Linked DNA regions of Sus scrofa: all the other regions are linked to region 1. Evidence: chromatin contacts called from public promoter capture Hi-C data. All regions are on one chromosome and are shown on one strand. The core of a region is the stretch at or near the end of the contact, and the rest is flanking DNA. Distances in the headings are between cores, read along the strand shown. Region 1 holds the start of SIGMAR1 (sigma non-opioid intracellular receptor 1). Region 2 holds the start of NUDT2 (nudix hydrolase 2). Region 3 holds the start of KIAA1161.

Evidence for each region. Promoter capture Hi-C pulls out the DNA fragments that hold promoters and counts their contacts.
Region 2: a contact with region 1 is called in a promoter capture Hi-C map of fetal liver, with 2.7 times the contacts expected there. The contact joins the promoter of NUDT2 here to the promoter of SIGMAR1 in region 1. A contact is called at or near these places in 1 of 5 promoter capture datasets (fetal liver), 2 of 47 Hi-C or Micro-C datasets (liver and retroperitoneal adipose tissue) and 1 of 2 datasets of contacts at active chromatin or transcription factors (alveolar macrophages).
Region 3: a promoter capture Hi-C map of liver shows a contact between it and region 1, with 4 times the contacts expected there. The contact joins the promoter of KIAA1161 here to the promoter of SIGMAR1 in region 1. A contact is called at or near these places in 2 of 5 promoter capture datasets (fetal liver and liver), 1 of 47 Hi-C or Micro-C datasets (heart right ventricle) and 2 of 2 datasets of contacts at active chromatin or transcription factors (alveolar macrophages and skeletal muscle).

Annotation. Positions count from the first base shown.
Region 1 is chr10:32,159,456-32,162,167 of Sscrofa11.1, forward strand. SIGMAR1 (sigma non-opioid intracellular receptor 1) reads left to right here and starts at 1,312. Exons shown (of 4, transcript XM_003130653.4): 1 at 1,312-1,650; 2 at 1,796-1,996; 3 at 2,131-2,223. The coding sequence starts at 1,500.
Region 2 is chr10:32,465,492-32,468,203 of Sscrofa11.1, forward strand. It overlaps NUDT2 (nudix hydrolase 2), which reads right to left and starts at 1,344. Exons shown (of 4, transcript NM_214309.2): 1 at 1,261-1,344. All of the region lies in intron 2 of KIF24 (kinesin-like protein KIF24), which reads left to right.
Region 3 is chr10:32,434,968-32,437,679 of Sscrofa11.1, forward strand. KIAA1161 reads left to right here and starts at 1,382. Exons shown (of 2, transcript XM_021064686.1): 1 at 1,382-1,842. It also overlaps a transcript of C10H9orf24 not described here.

The DNA of each region.
Region 1 (2,712 bases), core at 62-2,561:
TAACCCACTGAGCAAGGTCAGGGATCAAACCCAAGTCCTCATGGTTACTAGTTGGGTTTGTTAACAGCTGAGCCACAATGGGAATTCCCAGACACTAAATATTAATGTACTTTTTTTTTTTTTTTTTTTTGGCTGTACCCACCACATATGGCAGTGACCAGGCTGGGATCAAACCTGTGCCTAAGCAGTAATCTGGGCTGCTGTAGAGACAATGTCAGATGCTTAACCCACAGTGAGGGAACTCTTGAAGGTGTGTACTTTTATTCATCCCCTTTTACAGGTGGGAAGACTGAGTCACAAATAGTTTAAGTAACTTGTCCAAGATCACACAACTAGTAGGTGGCAGAAGCCAGGCTTTTAACCCAGTCATTCCTGTCCAGAGTGTCTTTCTGTTAGTTAGTTAGTTAGTTAGTTAGTGCTTAGTTAGTTAGTTAGTTAGTTAGTTTTAAGAATATAACGTTAGGAATTCCCGCTGTGGCTCAGTGGGAACCCCACTAGTATCCATGAGGACGCGGGTTCCACCCCTGGCCTCGATCAGTGGGTTAAGGATCTGGCATTGCTGCGAGCTCTGGTATATGTCGCAGACCACAGCTGGCGCCTGCAGCTCCAATTTGACCCCTAGCCTGGGAACTTCCATATGCTGTGGGTACGGCCCTAAAAAGACAAAATAATAATAATAATAACGTGAATTTATTTTTTAAAAAAACTTTACTGGAACAGAGTGTCTTTCTTATCACTGCACCATGCTGCCTCTTTTCTCTTTTGCTTCTGTTCTTTATCACTCCCTGGCTGGCGATAACCTTCGGCTGGTTTACAAAGGCCCTCCTCTCACATTTTGGGCTTCAGAATAAAGAATGAATTGTCGGTCCCCAGAAGACCCGGCGCTGTGTCTCTCCTCGGTGCCTTTGCTCTTGGAGTAGGGGTAGGTCTCACTGCTTCAACGGAATGACCTTCCCATCTGTCTTAAAGACACTGCTCAAGTGTCACCCACTCCAGAAAGCCTTCCATAACGTTCCCAAGTTGAGGAACCTCCTCCCACCTTCGGTGCTAGCAAAGGCGGGCCTTAAGCATCACAAGTCCCGGAAGGCTCTGCTTCCGGGCTTGCCTGCTTCACCAGTCAGTGAGCTCCGGCAGGACAGTCCATTCTGAGCCTCACTACCTTCCCGCTACCCGCGAGCAGGACTGCACTAGAAGAGACTCAGACTAGAGCACCCAATACCCGCAGCTGGAAAGGCTTGACCCCGCCCCCTCGCCTGATGCGCGCGGCGTCGCCCGGCCTCTCGGCGCTCCCGGCTCCCCGCTCCTGCCGATCTAATGGTTCAACCCGGGAGGCGGTGCCCCGGTGCTCCAACAGTTCCGATTGGCCAGGATGAGCCGTACCACGGCCGTGGCGGGGGAACGGGTCGTGGACCCTGAGCCGCAGACCCGGAGGCAGTGAGGGTCACAGCCTCAGGCCCCAGGTTCCTTTTGCGCTGCGCTGTGCCAGGCCCCTCGCGAGAATGCAGTGGCCCGTGGGCCGGCGGTGGGCATGGGCCGCACTGCTGCTGGCGGCCGCAGCTGTGCTGGCCCAGGTGGTCTGGATCTGGCTGGGCACTCAGAGTTTCATCTTCGAGCACGAAGAGATCGCGCTGTTGGCGCGGCAGTATGCTGGTGAGCGGGCGGGTGAGCGGGTGAGTGAACGGGAGGAGGGAAGCGGGCTAGGGAGGGCCGGACCGAGCTAGAGGTTCCGGGGGCACCATTCCCCAGTTGGAGACCGGTGCTGGCCCAGACTTTGTTACTCTTCTGTCCCCGCCAGGGCTGGACCACGAGCTGGCCTTTTCTCGGCTGATCGTGGAGCTGCGGCGGCTGCACCCAGGCCACGTGCTGCCCGATGAGGAACTGCAGTGGGTGTTCGTGAACGCGGGAGGCTGGATGGGCGCCATGTGCCTTCTGCACGCCTCGCTGTCCGAGTATGTGCTGCTCTTCGGCACCGCCCTGGGCTCTGGCGGCCACTCGGGTCAGTGCTGGAGGCGGGCGGGTCTGGGAGGCTGAAGCTGTCCAAAGGCCCATGCCCTCCTTTTCTGGTGTTTGGCCAGGCCATGGGATGGTTCCGATACCCTGATACGCGGTGTCCATTTGATTGTCCCACAGGGCGCTATTGGGCTGAGATCTCAGATACCATCATCTCTGGCACCTTCCACCAGTGGAGAGAGGGCACTACCAAAAGTGAGGTCTTCTACCCAGGTGGGTAGGGTGGCTCTGCCAGAGAGGTGGGTCTCTTCATTCTGGGTTGCCTGTAGTTGGGGGAAAGAGCCATAGCCTGGAAAAGGAGTGCGTTAAGGGGGCCCTCCTCCTGTTCCTTGACCCCCTACATGAGCCACAGGTGGTTGGCTGAGGGTCACTGAGCCCCTGTTGCTTTCCTCTATCAAAAGGAAACAAAAGAGCTTCCTATTAACTAGGTCTGATTTTTATCTTCTAAGACACTCTTTTCCTCATGGAGTATTCCAGCAGTTGCTGGGGAGACAGGTAATTAGAACTGCTCTCCTGCCCCCAAAGAGAGACAGACAGTTGTCTTCCTTTTTTTGTATAATGAAACGTTGGGACTTCTAAGTAACTTTAAGGTTGAAGATTACAAGCATGGCAGGCATTGTAACCAAACAGCTGTATTTCTCAGAAAGCCTGGCAAGTCTTGAATTTACCTCTCCCTGTCCAACAGGCCCAGCCCAAGTTTAG
Region 2 (2,712 bases), core at 94-2,593, 310 kb after region 1:
TCAGGCACTGTGCCAAGTGCTTTGCCTTCATTATTTCACTTAGTCTTCACCACAACCCTACATGGAGCTACTGTCAGTTTTCCGGAGAGCTAAAAGGAAACTATAGCCCAGAGGTACGTCTGGATAGTGACTTAAAAGTTGATCTGCGGAGTTCCCGTCGTGGCTCAGCGGTTAACGAGTTTGACTAGCATCCATGAGGATTCAGGTTTGATCCCTGGCCTTGCTCAGCGGGTTAAGAATCCCGCGTTGCCGTAAGCTGTGGTTTAAGTGGCAGATGCGGCTCAGATCTGGCATTGCAGTGCTTGTGGTGTAGGCCTGGCAGCTACAGCTCCGATTGGGCCCCTAGCCTGGGAATCTCTATATGCCGAAGCTGCGGCCCTAAAAAGCAAAAAAAAAAAAAAAAAAAAAAAAAAGGTAGATCTGCCTATCTCCCAACATCGTTCCCAACCTTGCTCTATACTAGCTGCATTTGGCTATTCCATTGCATTGAGTTTTAATTTTAATTTACCATTTTATTTTAATCTGCCATTTATATGTGTATACGTAGGTATTCGAACATATATATTTTTTTTCCTTAGGAAATATAACAAATACACAGAGTACGAAACAGGCCACAAGGGAAAAAGGAAGTTTTCTGTTCTATTTTGTTTTGGCTGTGCCCTTTGGCATATGAAAATTCCGGGCTGGAGATGAAACCCGCGCCACAGCAGTGACCCAAGCCTCTGCAGTAACAAAGCGGATCCTTAACCCGCTGAGCCACAAAAAAACTCCAGTAAGTTATGTTTTAGGTAGTGGGACTCTCGGGTGACTTTACTTCTGCTATAATTACAATATTATCGATTCAATAAATGAAGTAATTAGAAAATATAAAACCTCTTTTGGAAAGTAGGCAGGGTTTAAAGGGTAACAACAAAGTTAAAACTGAGGTCCAGGGAGGAGAAGGTATGGCGCTCGGATCGCTGGGCCCTAAACACAGAACTCCGGGATTCTGAAGACCCACTCGATCACCATTTACATGAGGCTAAGCAAGGCTCGCGGGGCCATTGATCTCTCCCTTCTCCCTGCGCATATAAGAAAACTGAGATCCTGCGAACTGCGGGGGCCTGGCCTGCACACGCCACACTGTCAGCTTGGAGGAGAGCACGTCCATCTTTGACCGTGCAGCCACAGGAAGTTATTCAGCTGCAGGTTCTCATTGCCCTGAGCCTCAGTTTCTCCGCGGAGAACTAAAGCCAAGGATCCCTCTCTAAGGCTACTCACCCGAAGCAGAAAAAGGCAGAAGGCGGGCCCTGGACAGAGACTGGGGTGCACCCACCAATCCGGAGAGCTCGGCTGCGCTCTGGGCAACCAACAGCTCTGGGGCAAAAAGATGGGAACCCGCCTCAAAGGCTCCAGTTTTCTCTTTCAGAACATCGCGAGATTTTCACTTACGCGGAACCATTGGTTGAAAAGCGGAAATTGAGGGATACGCCCACTGCTTCATCGGGTCCTGATTGGTCTTCTAGAGGAGAGGGCGGCTCACGTTCCCGAGTACCCTGGATGCCCATTGGTGGAATGTGCGGGACTGCCGGCGCGCGGGCGTCGGCGCGGGCGTTCGAACCAGCGCTTGGCGGCGTTGCCATAGGGATGCGGCCTGGCCGCAGTCTCTAGCTCCGGAGCTGACAGTGCGCGTCGGTCGCCCGCCTAGGGGCTCTCACCTTTCGGTGTTGTCTTCTCTTGTCCTCAGACAGGGTTGACCGAGGAGGAATTTGGAAGCCTCCGAGGTGAGAAATGGCGAGGGAACACCGGGGCGGGGTGGCCTGGTCGGGAGCCTTGGTGCCTGCCCCGCGGGAGAAGGTCCGCAGGGCGCCCGCCGAGCGCGTGAGGAGGCGGGTGGTTGCAAGGGAACCGGGGATTGGCTTCTCTCGGGTGTCCGAACGTCCAGCGAACTCGCCTTTTTCCTGGCTTCTCCTGTGAAGCCTTTTCTGAGTCTCTTGCTTTGAACCCTTAACCCTAACTGGAACCTCTCTTAGAGCATTTTTGTTCCGCCTTAGGTTATTTGTGTACTTCCGCGAACCCCCGTTTCCTCTCTTGTCCCATCTAATTCAGAGGTCTTTGAGGCAAGGCAAGCAACTTTACATATGTAGATTTTTCAAGAAATATTTGTTGAGTTAAATTTAATTCACCTCAGATAGGTTGAATTCCTCTCTATTCCCTGCCGCATTTTTCCTTCCATACAGAGATTATTTTTTATTTTTATGGGTATGGGGGAGGACATCGTAATCTCATATTCAGCAGAACCTGAAAGTTCACGGTTGGCCTTTCCACTCTTTGTGAAAGGGAAAACTTTTGGATTACTTGCTACAATTCTTCCTTTCCGTCTTGTGGTTTTTAGTCTTGGTCTCCCAGTGTATTTTATCAGACTTTCTATTAGCCTTTATTAAAAAAAACAAAAAACAAAAAACAAAAAAACAAAAAAAACCCCCACCATTCTGGAGTTCCCGTCGTGGCTCAGTGGTTAACGAATCAGACTAGGAACCATAAGGTTGCATGTTCGATCCCTGGCCTTGCTCAGTGGGTTAAGGATCTGGCATTGTCGTGAGCTATGGTGTAGGTTGCAGACGAGGCTCGGATCCCGCGTGGCTGTGGCTGTGGCCGGCGGCTACAGCTCCGATTAGACCCCTAGCCTGGGAACCTCCATATGCCATGGGAGCAGCCCTAGAAAAGGCAAAA
Region 3 (2,712 bases), core at 132-2,631, 280 kb after region 1:
GATCTGGCAGTGAGGAGCCAGTCACTCAGGCCTCTGCCAAGCCCCCTCAACTGCGATGCAGTTCTCAAAGTCGCCTTGTCCATTTCATCACCTCAATATTTCCCTTGGGTGGTCCGGAGTGCCCTCCTGACACATAATATTCCTATGAGGGGCATGTCCTCCTCCTTTCCACCTCAGAGCCCAAACTAGCCATGCGGGAGGGCCCATCTACCTCTCAACCCCAGGAGAGCCCTACAGCTGACATTTCCCCACTATCCCCCAAGCTTAGATGTCCCTTCACCTCCATGCCTCCATTCTGCAGTCAGAGCCATGTCCCTATTCCCAACGTTCTTGATCTCTGTTCCCAGAGCCTCCATCACAGCCTAAAAGTCTCTGTTCAGATACCCTTGCTGCCATGCCCACCCAAGTCCAAGGGGTCCAAACAATTTTGAAGGGTTTCATGACCAAGAAATTTCAAATTATAAAACAAAGCCCTGGGAGGAAGGGGTGGGGTGTTCCAAAATCTCTAGGATCTTCCGTATGTTTGCACCCAGTTCCCCCTGGAGGGAGAAGTATGGTGAGGCATGCCCACTTCCTTGTAGCATGGGTTTTCTTTCTTTCTTTCTTTTTTTTTTTTTTTTTGTCATTAGGGCCACAGGAAGTTCCCAGGCTAGGGGTCAAATCAGAGCTGCAGCTGCTGGCCACAACCACAGCCACAGCAAAGCCAGATCCTAGCTGCATCTGTGACCTAGAGCACAGCTCAGGGCAACTGCAGATCCTTTTACCTTTAACCCACTGAGGGAGACAAAGAATCAAACCCACATCCTCATGGATACTAGTCAGATTCTTAACCCACTGAGCCACAGTGGGAACTCCAGCATGGGTACTTCTAATGGCTTTCATCAAGGGGAGTGGGGGGCAGTGGATGGGGAAAGGCGTTGCAAAATACCGAGCAGAAGCTTGTCTTCTCAGTTCCTGATCTCAGATGCTGTGGTCTGGTCTAGTGGGAATGTACAGGTTGGGCCTCCAAGCTGGTGGAACTAAGCTCCCTCTGTGGGGTCCTTGATTGGATCTAACCTGCATTGAACCACTGAGATCCTCCCAGAATTTCGCTACCCTAACACCATGTGGTGAAATTTTTCCCCTATGGAGACCTAATAAGCGTTATACCCAGACGACCTCAAGCTGCTCACATCTGGAGAAAAATAAATCCCAAGGGTTCGGCTCCGCCCCTTTGCCCGGCAGCTCTCTCCTCCTCAGACGATTCCCAAATTTAGCCCAGAGGTTGGAGGACTCTATATAATAAAGTTCGACAGTTGCACCTTTCTCCAGAACTACATTTCCCAGCAGGCCTGGGGCAGAGAGCCGCCCTCTTGAGGGTAAGCAATGGCCGCGGGGGAGGGGGCGGGGTTCTGAAGGCTGAGGAGGCGGGCTTGGGAGGTTCCAGGCTGGCAGAGGGCCCAAGCTGCCCGGAGTTGGGCACAGAGCAGAGGAGGAGTGGCGCGGGGGTGTAGGGGGAGGCACGGAAGCTAAGGGGCGTGGCCTCAAGTCCTCGTGACACTGTGGGAGGATGGTCTTGCTCCACGGACTCAGGTGGACTCCACGACTCTAGGCGAGACCAAAAGACCGGGGCGTGGCCGAGCGGCCAGGGGGCGGGGCCCGAGGAGGGCCTCAGCTGTCTTCAGTGAGGCGGCGCCCCGCGCTGCGCTGTTGCCACTCAACTTCAGCTAGCGTGGAGGGGCTCGGCGGGAGCCTCCCCTTTACCTTCACTTCTGGAGTCGACTGCCTTGAATGAGCCTAGCGGGAAGTCCTTGGGAGGTTGCCGAGGGAGGACATTTCCTGAACTTTCGCTCCTACAAACGAGTAAGTAGGTGTGGCGAGCCTGGACACCTGGGCCCCTCCTCCGGCCGCGGTTCCCAGCGGGCACTGGTCCCTTGACCTCAGTCTGTCCCTTCGGACCTTGTAGCTGCAGCGCGGGAGGTGGGGGGTGGGGGATTCCAGGCTGTAGACTCGGTCACTCGATCCCCTGGATCCCGACGCTGGGCAGGACAGGGAGATGGGCCGGATCGAGTTGCCTTTGACATTTCCAATCCCACCCTACCCCCGGAATCTTGTGTTCGACAAACCGCTTGACATGGAATGGCCTCCCGTCAGTTGGGCTGGGCCCGCTGCCCCGCCCCCCCCCGCCGCCCCCGCCTTCAGACCCCGCTAGGGGCTGTCAGCCAAGACTGAGGTTGAGTGTCTAGTGGGCAGAGGCTTGGCTAGGGCAAACCCCACCTGCCAGTATTAGCGGGAGTTTGTCCAGATGGCGGAGGCTGCGGATTACAGGGGTCTCTAGCTCCACCGTTAACGCCGGAATCACAGTTCCTCCCCCACAGCCCCTGTACCAGATGCCACAAAAATTGCCACTTCCCACCACCAGAAACCTTCCTGAAGCAAGCAGCAGCACCAGCCCTTGGGAAGACAGGCCTCACCATGCCCACACCCACCTAATGGAAGCCTATCCCACCCTCTTGGCCACAGATCTCCTTTGCTGTGTTCAGATAGCCAGTCAGACCATTATCTTCCATTCCTAAAACTTAATACCATGGAGGGTTAAGCCTCCATTTTGTCTTTTTTTTTTTTTTTTCTTTTTCTTTTTCTTTTTAGGGTCGCATCCGTGGCATATGAAGTTTCCCAGGCTAGATATCGAATCAGAGCTGAAGCTGCTGGCCTACACCACAGCCACAGTAA